Linked DNA regions of Mus musculus: all the other regions are linked to region 2. The links are chromatin contacts, called in public Hi-C maps. All regions are on one chromosome and are shown on one strand. The core of a region is the stretch at or near the end of the contact, and the rest is flanking DNA. Distances in the headings are between cores, read along the strand shown. Region 1 holds the start of Onecut1 (one cut domain, family member 1). Region 2 holds the start of Isl2 (insulin related protein 2 (islet 2)). Region 3 holds the start of Bsx (brain specific homeobox).

Evidence for each region. Hi-C and Micro-C count contacts between places; a contact is called where the count stands out from the background.
Region 1: a contact with region 2 is called in a Hi-C map of cerebellum, with 13 times the contacts expected there. The contact joins the promoter of Onecut1 here to the promoter of Isl2 in region 2. A contact is called at or near these places in 1 of 39 promoter capture datasets (cranial neural crest) and 2 of 484 Hi-C or Micro-C datasets (both in cerebellum).
Region 3: a contact with region 2 is called in a Hi-C map of cerebellum, with 8 times the contacts expected there. The contact joins the promoter of Bsx here to the promoter of Isl2 in region 2. A contact is called at or near these places in 2 of 484 Hi-C or Micro-C datasets (cerebellum and embryonic stem cells).

What each region holds. Positions count from the first base shown.
Region 1 is chr9:74,860,543-74,863,864 of GRCm38.p6, reverse strand. It overlaps Onecut1 (one cut domain, family member 1), which reads right to left and starts at 1,944. Exons shown (of 2, transcript NM_008262.3): 1 at 464-1,944. The coding sequence starts at 1,568. It overlaps Gm33562 (a long non-coding RNA gene), which reads left to right and starts at 729. Exons shown (of 4, transcript XR_870924.1): 1 at 729-803.
Region 2 is chr9:55,539,206-55,542,485 of GRCm38.p6, reverse strand. It overlaps Isl2 (insulin related protein 2 (islet 2)), which reads right to left and starts at 1,337. Exons shown (of 6, transcript NM_027397.3): 1 at 1,148-1,337; 2 at 197-386; 3 at 1-89. The coding sequence starts at 1,205.
Region 3 is chr9:40,872,674-40,875,525 of GRCm38.p6, reverse strand. It overlaps Bsx (brain specific homeobox), which reads right to left and starts at 1,399. Exons shown (of 3, transcript NM_178245.3): 1 at 1,087-1,399. The coding sequence starts at 1,348.

The DNA.
Region 1 (3,322 bases), core at 695-3,194, about 19 Mb before region 2:
CAATAAAATCGGCCAAGAGCGGGTCGCCGCAGCCAGCTCAGCCAATATTGACTGGCAGCTTGAACAGCGCCTGGCCCGCGCGGGGTATGTGCCTTGAGCAACGGGTGCTAGTTCTTGGTATGCTTCGTCCCTTCCTAAACCCTCTTGTGTTCCGCTGAGATTCCGCCAGGTTCCAAGAGTCTCTCTGCCCGCGGCTCAAAACCTTGCAGCTCTGTCCCCGAGCACAAACGCAACCCCGAAGTCGCGGAGGCCACCTTGTTCGGTCTTCGAAGCCTCCCTTAGCCCAATGCGCTGAGCCCTTGGAGAAGGAGGAGGAGGAGGTTGACTCCCTGAGCTGGCTCTTCCAGGTCTAGGGACACCTCTCTTGAAGAAAGGGGAGGCGGAGCGGGACGAAGCGCGCCCAGCCTTTCTCATTCCCTCCCACCGTCAGTCCCTTATCTCGCCCACGCGCCCAGCGCCTCACCTGCTAAGCGGAGCGCCGACATGCGCTGGAACTCCGGCTCCTGCAGCCACTTCCACATCCTCCGGAAGGTCTCCCGACCCGACTTGAGTTTGCTCCAGGGCTTGGGGTTTCGCAGCAGGTCCGAAAGGGTCCCCTGGGAACGGCAGAGCACCCTCTGCGCGAAGATGGCCTGTGGGATGCTGTAACGTTTGAGCTCGGTGGTGATACGCTGCGCCACCTCTTTGGTATTGATCTCTTCCATCTGCCCTGAATTACTTCCATTGCTGACCTGCGCGCCGGTCACCGAAGGGTTGGGCTCTCGGGCTGTGCCCAGGAGCTGTCCGTGGCCCTGGGCATTCAGGTGGGCATGAGGATGGTGCGGAGGAAGGCCGTTGATGGGTACCATGCCGGCCGAGGTGGGCGTGAGGTGCTGCTCCCCGTGGCGACCGAGCATGGCAGGGTGGTGGGCTTCAAAGCCATTTGGGGTGAGCATCTTGTCGGTGGGCATAGCCGCGCCGGGATGAGCATAGTGGGGAAGTCCTTGCTGGGAGTTGTGAATGCTGCCCAGACCGGAGCCAGAGAGGGGCGAGAGGCTCTGGCCCATGCCAGCCACGTCCTTGTGGTAGGGGGTATAGAGGTTATTCATAGAGGCCAGCCCGCGCTCATCCCGCATAAGTGTGAAACTACCGCTCACGTTGCCCGCCAGGCGCTGGTGGTGGTGTGGGTGGTGGTGGTGATGGTGGTGGTGATGATGGTGAGGGAACTTGTCGGACACGGTGGAGATGGGCGGCAGCGGCTGCAGAGGGGTTAAGGTAGTGTAGGTGGTGGGCATGCTCATACCTGGGGGAGTTTCACAGGCCATGGTCATGGTGGGGTGCAGGGGGCCAGCCAAGCTGTGCTCAGGGGCGCGGTGGTGGTGGTGGTAATCGCTGCCTCCGCTGCCGCCGTCCAGCAGGGACGCCATGCCCATGGAACGCGGGTGCGCGGGAGGCAGGTGGCTGCCGCGGTGTCCCACGGAGCTGCGCGCGTGAGGGCTGCCGCCCAGCAGGTCAGCAGGGGCGGGCACCGGCTCATGGCTCACCCCGTGCAGCTCGCCGATCGCCTCCATGGTCAGCTGTGCGTTCATCGTGATGCGGGCGAGCGGGCTGCAACATCGATGTGGCCGGGCAGAGGCGGCGAGGGGCGCAAGGAGTCCAGTCTTCACATCGGCTGCCTGCGACTGTGGCCTTTCTTCCTCTCACTGTGGGGATCTGTGTCTCTCGCTCTCTCTGTGTGTGTCTTGCCTTCTCTCTTGCTCCCACCTTCCCCTCTGTCTTTTTTTTTTCTTTTAATATTAATTTCCAAAAAGGACCCGTGCTGTTGGGAGAGCGCGGTACCCCTAGCCCACCCAGCCCGGCCCCCTCTCGCCCCTCTTCTTAGAATCCTGCTGCCCCAGGCTCCCTTGACGCGGCCCGTGCGCCTGCCGCGGCTGCTGCCTGCCTGTGCCGCCCGCCAGCTCGAGCCATGGCTCGGTTACTGTTGCAGACTGTGGCTGCGATTCCGTAGCCGCCGCCGCTGCCGCTGCCCGCCCTCACGCCCGCCGGGCGTAGCGCGCATGCGCGCTTCCAGGCCCCGCCCCCTCGGTCCCAGCGCTCCGTGACGTCCCAGCACAAATGAACCGAGGGGGTGGGGTGGGGGTGGGGGGGACAGAGCTTTCTCAGCGGCGCCGAATGGCCCGGGATCAGTGAGCACGTGCACGGGACGCGCGCAGAGTGCGACCTGGAGCCGCCTCCACAGTCCTCGGAGACTTGCTACCTCCTGGTCTTCCTCACTACCTCCCTCTCTCTTTCCATCCGGACTTTCTTGCCTGGTTTCTGTCACCGTGAGCCAGCTAGGTTTGAGAACCAGAGCCCCTGAGTCTGAGTTGCTAGTTCCCGGTACAGGTTACCGGCGGGGAGTAGAAACTATGTCATGGCCCAAAGCCCACTCGCCCATTGGGCTTTATTCCCTAGAGGATCGCTGGAGACCAACTCATTCACTGTCCTTAAATAGTTGTCCTACGGGGACTTGGGACGTGTATATACCCTGAAGGCCTAGGTCGGGACGCTGTATCCCGAACTGCCATCCATGATCCTCTCAAGTACTCCTCGAACTACCTTTCTCCATCTGAGCCCGGGGCCGAGGAGCACTCAGGAATCTGTGCTCAGTGAGGAGCACTCAGATCGAGGCCACCCCTCACTGTCCCAGACCTCAAAGAAGGTCTGTCACTTTGCTCCCAATTAAGATAGCTCTCCCACTTTGGATAACTCTGCTTGGGGGATACTGAGGGAGACAGGAGAGAGGGCCTGGTTAGCATGGAAGGGGGCGGGGGGGGGGGGACGGAGCTGGTTTTTTAGTTACTCCACAGCCTTTCTAGAAAAGAACCTAGAGGCTTGGAAGAAGTACCCCACGCAGGCAGAGTGCACGCGGCTGAGCCGAGCGGCTTGGACCGCAGGGACGCTTTCCTTTTCCTGGCGTCCCTGCAAGAAGCCTCCAGATTTGAAAATCAATTCAGCTTTGGGCATAATTGTGCCCCTGTCACAGTCACGCTCCAATCCGGAATTGAACCCGGGCCTTCAGCCTGGTGGGGACGCGTGGGGAGGCCCCCAGTGTGGGACACACACCCGGCCGCCACATGCCGCGGCTTTCTTTTATTTACAAAAGAAAGAAAGAAAAAAGTCCGTAACAAAAGGCAGAGCCTTGTCTGCTTAGGTGCTTTTATCCCTTGGAGAAAGGACAGATGTGCCCATTGTCAGGCCCTTGGCAGTTACGGCCGGGTCAGCGCCGAGTCTCAGCCTGGGGCTAGCGGTGCTCACAATAAAGATAGCCTCAGAGCGGGCTTTCAGGGCTCAGCTACTGAAC
Region 2 (3,280 bases), core at 88-2,587:
CGATGTGGTACACGCTGTCCCGCGCCCGCATCACCAGGTCACTGCTGCTGAAGCCCACCTGGCACTGGGCACACTTGATGCCGAACAGCCTGCGGGCCCGGGTGCGGCGGGCGTCAGCGCAGGGACCCGAGCCCAGGACGCGCAGCCGTGTCCCCCCCAGCCCAAGGGGGCCGAACCCCGGGTCCCGCCGGCTCACCTGACGTAGTCCCGCTTGCAGTAGGTTTTCCCGTCTCTCACGAAGCACGTGCACGTCTCGTCCAGGTACTGGCTGCACTCCGCGCACTTGAGGCAGGCGGCGTGCCACTCGAGGTCGGGCGACACGCGAAGGATAAACTGGTCGTGGATCTGACTCCCGCAGCCCACGCACATGGCCGTCCCGGGCTTCTCTAGCAGGGAAGGGCGCAGGGCCCGCGTCAGGCCCGGTACAGGACCCGGCCGGCCTTGGCCGCTGCAGCAGCCCCAACCCAACCCGCCCTCCCTTGCTTGATCTCCCGCTCTAAAAGTGAGACCACTTTCGAATGATCCAGAAAGTAGGAAACGAAAACAACACAATCTCCTGATATTTCCATTATCACCGTCTTTGAACGCGGACGTAGTATCGGTTCAGCTAGAGACAGAGCTAACGGGAGGCAGACGACAGCACGGTGACACTGGGGAGCTACGGACGCCTCCGTGTCCACACTGTCAGCCAAGCCCGGATTTCCGCCCGCTCCCGCTCACAGCGACTCCCTATTTCAACGCAGACACCGCAGCATTCAGCCCTGTCCCCTCTTAGCTTCTTCGACAGTTCTTAGTTTAAACACCTCAGATCAAGCTACTGAAACCTCTCTACCTTCCTAAGGCAGAGAAGAAACCCATTTCTCTAAATCAAACCTAATTGTCCTAGCAGAAAAGAAAAAGAATTTCACAGCCTGAGGTCATTCCAGCCAACTTGGGAAATAATGTCTAATTGCAAAATAAAATAGTAGGATTCCAACGAATAAACAGTGTTATGGGCGAAATGCACTGCTTGTTTGTTTGTTTTTTTTTATTCTCCCAAGTATTTTGTCAAATAAAAGCCACTTGTAGAATCCGCTAAACATTCTTCTGCATTGGAAATGTTGCATATCAAGCACACATACACACCCACACACAGAGAAAGACTTACTCTTGGAATGATCCCCCATAGCACCCAGAAAAGGATAATGAAAAATAATATCCACCATGCAGAGAGAGATGTGAGCAAAGCTTGCGGCCGGGGACAGAAGGACCAGGGTCGAGCGCCCAGCCTCTGCTCTTTGCTAACTAACTCCTGCCCCGCGGAGTTGAAGGAGCGATTCCGCACCGGCCCGCACGCAGCATGACGTCAGCACGCACTCGCCCGGGGCCCGAGCTGGAGGCGGGACCTGTAGCGTCACCCAGCTCTCCCACCGCCCTGGGGCTTGCTCGGGAGATGATGGGGACCCGGAGGGTGGGCTGGGGTAGACACGGAGGCGCAGGGAGATTGGCTGGGAGGAAGTGGGAAAGCTCTGATTGGTTCGGAGTGAACAATGGAGCGCAGCCCCCTCCCCCGAAACCTTCCTAGATCCTCTCTGCAGCCCCGGGTCCCGCAATCCCTTGGAAGCCGCATCTCCACCCCGCGGGCTCTGCCGCAGCGCCGCGCTTTCTTCGGACTTGTAGGGCGTTTGCCTAGCAAGGCAATAGTCTTCTGGGAATAGATGAGAGTCGTCTCCCCCTTAAAAGTGTTTTTCTTTTATAATTTTTAAATTAAAAATTCCTCCTGGGGACGACAGACCTTGAGGGAGAAAAGAGGATTCGCTGTTTCGGGACCATCACTGGTCCAGCCGGCCACCTTTCTCCCTGGTGGGCCTGAGCCTTTGTTCGGCGGGGTCCAAGTTAGGGAGAACGGGTAGGAAATGAGCACCTGGGTTTGGATAAACTCTATGCGGACTTTCCCACCCGCGCCGCCTGTAGAAAACTCGATGTTGCAGGTGGGTAAGCCAAAAGGAATCCAGAGACTTAGAGCCACAGTCCTCCCACCCACCCTGGCCTAGGCACTTTTCCTCCCTCCTACTTTTTGCTCTTTTGGTTAAATTGATGCTGACTCCCACCCTCTCCTTTCTCCTCTCAGCTGCATAGAGCCTAAAAACAGTGCTGTGATGTGTCACTCATACAGTAAAAGATTTTTACGAACTCTCTGATTTTGGGTTACACAAACCAATTACAACACAACTAATCAGAAACAAATGTGGGACACGGGGTAATTTACCGTCTTCCCGGTGGCTTTTTAATCCTAGAAAAATCTGCGATTTCTAAGACTCGGGATTTTTTTAAACAAAAATCGTTGTGAATTTTGTTTCAAAGGGTTGAAAGACAAATCGATGAGGTACAAACAGTGTTTATCCAACGGTGGTCTGTTGGTCCCTCACTCCCATTCTGAAAGGACACCAAAAACTTGATACCTCTCTAAGTGGGGCGCGGGTGGGCTTCTGGGATAAAGTATCTCGACCAAAAGCTATGTCCGGACTTGGATCCCGCAGGCCTCGCTGCCCGAGATCTATCTAATTCAGGCGCGGCGGTCCAACTGCTAAGAGCCGAAGCTGCTGGGCTGGGAAATGGTTGCAGTCAAGAGCGTCGGCACAGGTTCTGCAGAAAGTCGGGGTTAGAAAGGCTGCTCGGAGATGCCCCAGCGCTGGAAACAGTCTGGCACCTCGCTCCACAGCCGGATTCCTGTAGCTTTTGACCCCGCCTCCACCTTTAGAGCGCTAGTGTTCTCTGGACCCAGAGTTTTGCCACAGCCTACAACCCGCTTGACAACAGGCCGACCCTTCCCCATCTTTCCTACTAGCGCCCCAGCCGCTCTGGCTCTGGGGCTGGTTAAGTTTGCATGACTGTATCTCTGCTGGTAAACCACAAACCATGAAGTAAAGGGTCCTGCATCAGCGCTGGTCTCTGTGACTTTGGGTGTTTCATTTCTTCTTCCTCCCTCACTTTTCCTCATCTGTGAAATGGGTTGTACTTAGAACAGCTGTCTTTGCTTTGTTAAAAAAAATTAAACTAATCGCAGGGAAAGCCTTAGAATCCTACCTCATCGTGCTCAGTGTCTGGTATCTACAGTAACCATAGTGGTTCTCTCTGTTGGGACCCTATACACTTGGGAGTGTGCCTTTTCTGGAAAGGTATCTGTGTGGGGCCTTGCTGGAAGTGAGGACTAAGCACATCTCTTGCCTGTTGGGCAATGATTTATTTATTTGTGAATGTGCTTGCTTTGCCTGCCCTAGGTGTGGACTTGGATTTATTG
Region 3 (2,852 bases), core at 150-2,649, about 15 Mb after region 2:
GCCCAGGAGAGGAAAACGACAATCAAGCATTTCAGCACCATGAATTTTGCCCAACACCAGTACTGGGAAAAGAGTATATTTTCAGGCAGGTGTCAAAGCCAGGGAGCAATGCTGATTTCTCCAGGAGCCTTAAGATCGCGCCTCGTTAACCTAGAGCTTTTGAGCGGGTTTTACTGTCCTAGACTTTCAGCACTTTTTTCCTGGATTTGAGTGCCTGTATTCCATACATCGTCTGCCCCCTTCCCTCAGCCCCCACTAGAACCAGCTTACTACTGTGCTCAGCAACTGAACTAGAAGATTTCTCTGTGTGGCTGGACTGGAAATGCTAGGGAAGAAAGTGTTCGTGCAGACTGAGAGAAACAAATAAAGGAACACAATGCAGACATCCCCCAGCATTTGCAGGCCCAGTCTTACTTTACCAATCCCCACTCATTGTCAAACAGTAAATCTGAAATATTTCAGCGACTCCAGCAACTGGGCCAGAGCAAGGAAGCCAAGCAGACTGCTTATGAGTTAAATGTTGAACACGGGAAGTGAAGGTCATTGGAGAACTGCAGCTCCCTTCTGCCCCGACCCCTTCCTGCCAGTGGCAGACTACCCCCGGCCCTCCCTCACTTCTATGTCTCCTGCAGAATCTGCAAATGTTCCTGACCCAACCTAGCAGAAGAGAGCGGGCCAGGTGAAGCCTTTTCATGCCCCCCACACACACACACACACTGGAAAGTTCAGTGCCATTTCCCTAGGTCAAGATGGTTGAGGAACCCTCCTGACGTGGAGGAAGTTTAGAAGTGGCATTGAGAGATGAGCCAAAGTTGCCTGGAAGAAACACTGCCCACCAGGAATATGATCACATCTATCTACTCCAGCTTCCTCTGGCCAGACACAATCCCTGTCTAGTTATACAAACTGTGAAGTGACCAGAAATTGCTCCCTTCCGTTGGCCTGCTTCAAGGGAGCTCTCAACCATGTCCCTAACCTTCCACTGCTACCGAAGGAGAAGACCACCGGGACTGATATAGTCTCTGCTCTGGGGGATGAAAAAAAAAAAAAGCCCACTCCCTACTCCTAGAGGCCTCTGTTACTTACCTGAGGTGGTCAGGAAATAAGGATGGTGGTGATCTCCCTTATGCAGAGGATGATGAGCGTGAGGGGTGAGGAGGGTGGGTGTGGGCATAAGGGGGTAGCCATAGTCTAGCAAAGGCACCCTAGAGGCCAGAGAGCTGGCAAAGTGGTCAGGGGCCACTTCCCTCAACGGCTTGGGCTTGTGTAGCAGAATGTCCTCGATGAAAAACGACGTGGGCCTCTGAGAAGATGCTGGATGAAGAGGGGAAGTGAAGTTGAGATTCATCTTGCAGAGCGCCTGTCACAGGGCGAGGGCCCGGACAAAGTGCAGGAAGCAAACAGCTTCCCGGCAGGCCTACTCAAGAGCCTGCAGCTGCTCCTGATCGCCCAGGCTCAGATCCCGGCAGCTATACGGACCTGGGCTATCCCCGGCGCTTGTCTTCTTGCCTCTCCAGCGCCGGGGTAGGTTGGTTCTGTGTGTTGGAGAATTGGCAGCTTGGAGAGGGGAGCCCGGCGAACCAATAGGGAGGCTGCAGAGGCAGAGGGGAGGGTGGGGTGGGCTCGGGGCGGGGCGGGGATCTGTCCGCGGTGCTGAATGCGTCTGGCCAAGCAGGGAGTGCTGAGCCCAATGGGTTCCTATACGGTTTCTAGACCCCAGTTTCTACCCCTCTCCTGCAAGCGCTGCCTCCTGTGTTCCGTCTTTTTAAAAGACGGAAAATGATTTTTTTTCACCGTTGTTTAACGACCTGCCTCTTAGAGAGAACACCAAGAGAGTCCCAATAGCCTAGGATTAAAGCACTTAACTCAAGCATTTGAGCCAGTTTGTTGTCTTTTAAAGAGTTTCAGTAATCGAAAGCAAAAGGAAAAGAGAAGTGAAGAAATGAAGATGCACTCTGTCCGCTACACCAAGTTGCTAGAGTTAGATTAAATTGACAACAGGGATGATTGAATTGTTGGGGGAAATAAAGATGACAGGTGGAAGATTCTTTATCGGGAATTTAAGGAGTGGACAGAGGGGGTCTATGTGCATCACAGACTTGGTCATTTTAAATCTGTCCGTAGTCACCTTTCCCTGCCGCCCTCCTGGCTGCTCTTCACTTCAGTCTTACAGTTCTTTGCTATTTCTGCCACATCACCAGTTCCAGCTACAGGGTCCCCATCACTGTGTTAGATTTTATTCCCTCTCTTTTTCCTCTGCCTCTTTCCTTACTCTTCTTTCCAATCTTTTCCTTTTTTTTTCTGTTTGTCTTTTTCTAATCTGTCACATTTATTTCCCTGGAGTCAATTTGCTAAAATTAAGGTGATCATCTACAGCACAGCAGGAGTAATTTGGGCTCGCATCTCTGAAAATTGCTCTAATTATTGATGTTAAATTCGGGGAAATTAAAAGAAGCCACTTCTCTTCCATCTCCTCATTTTTAAGCTCTAATTTGTTGATATCTAGTCGTCATCACAATTCCAATCACTACAGCTAATAGCAAAAGTGTTTTAACAGAGACTGAGTCCTCACAACCCATGCTATTAGATAATTAGCAGAGGTGCTGCGAAGTCAAGTGTTAATCCTCGGGCGCTGCAGTAGGATTTCCATCTGATCTAGCAGGTAGAACAAATTAATTACCAGAATCAATTAGGCCCCAAACTTCAGTGCTCCGGGAAGTGGGAGTGTCCTGTACCACCCGGACACACTGGTAAGCAGATAGGGGGAGGAAACAGAGGAAGGAAGCCTGGCAGCAGCCAGTGAAAGGAGAGCTTGGTAAGGGACCGAGACCACTTAAATGAAGTCAGAAGTG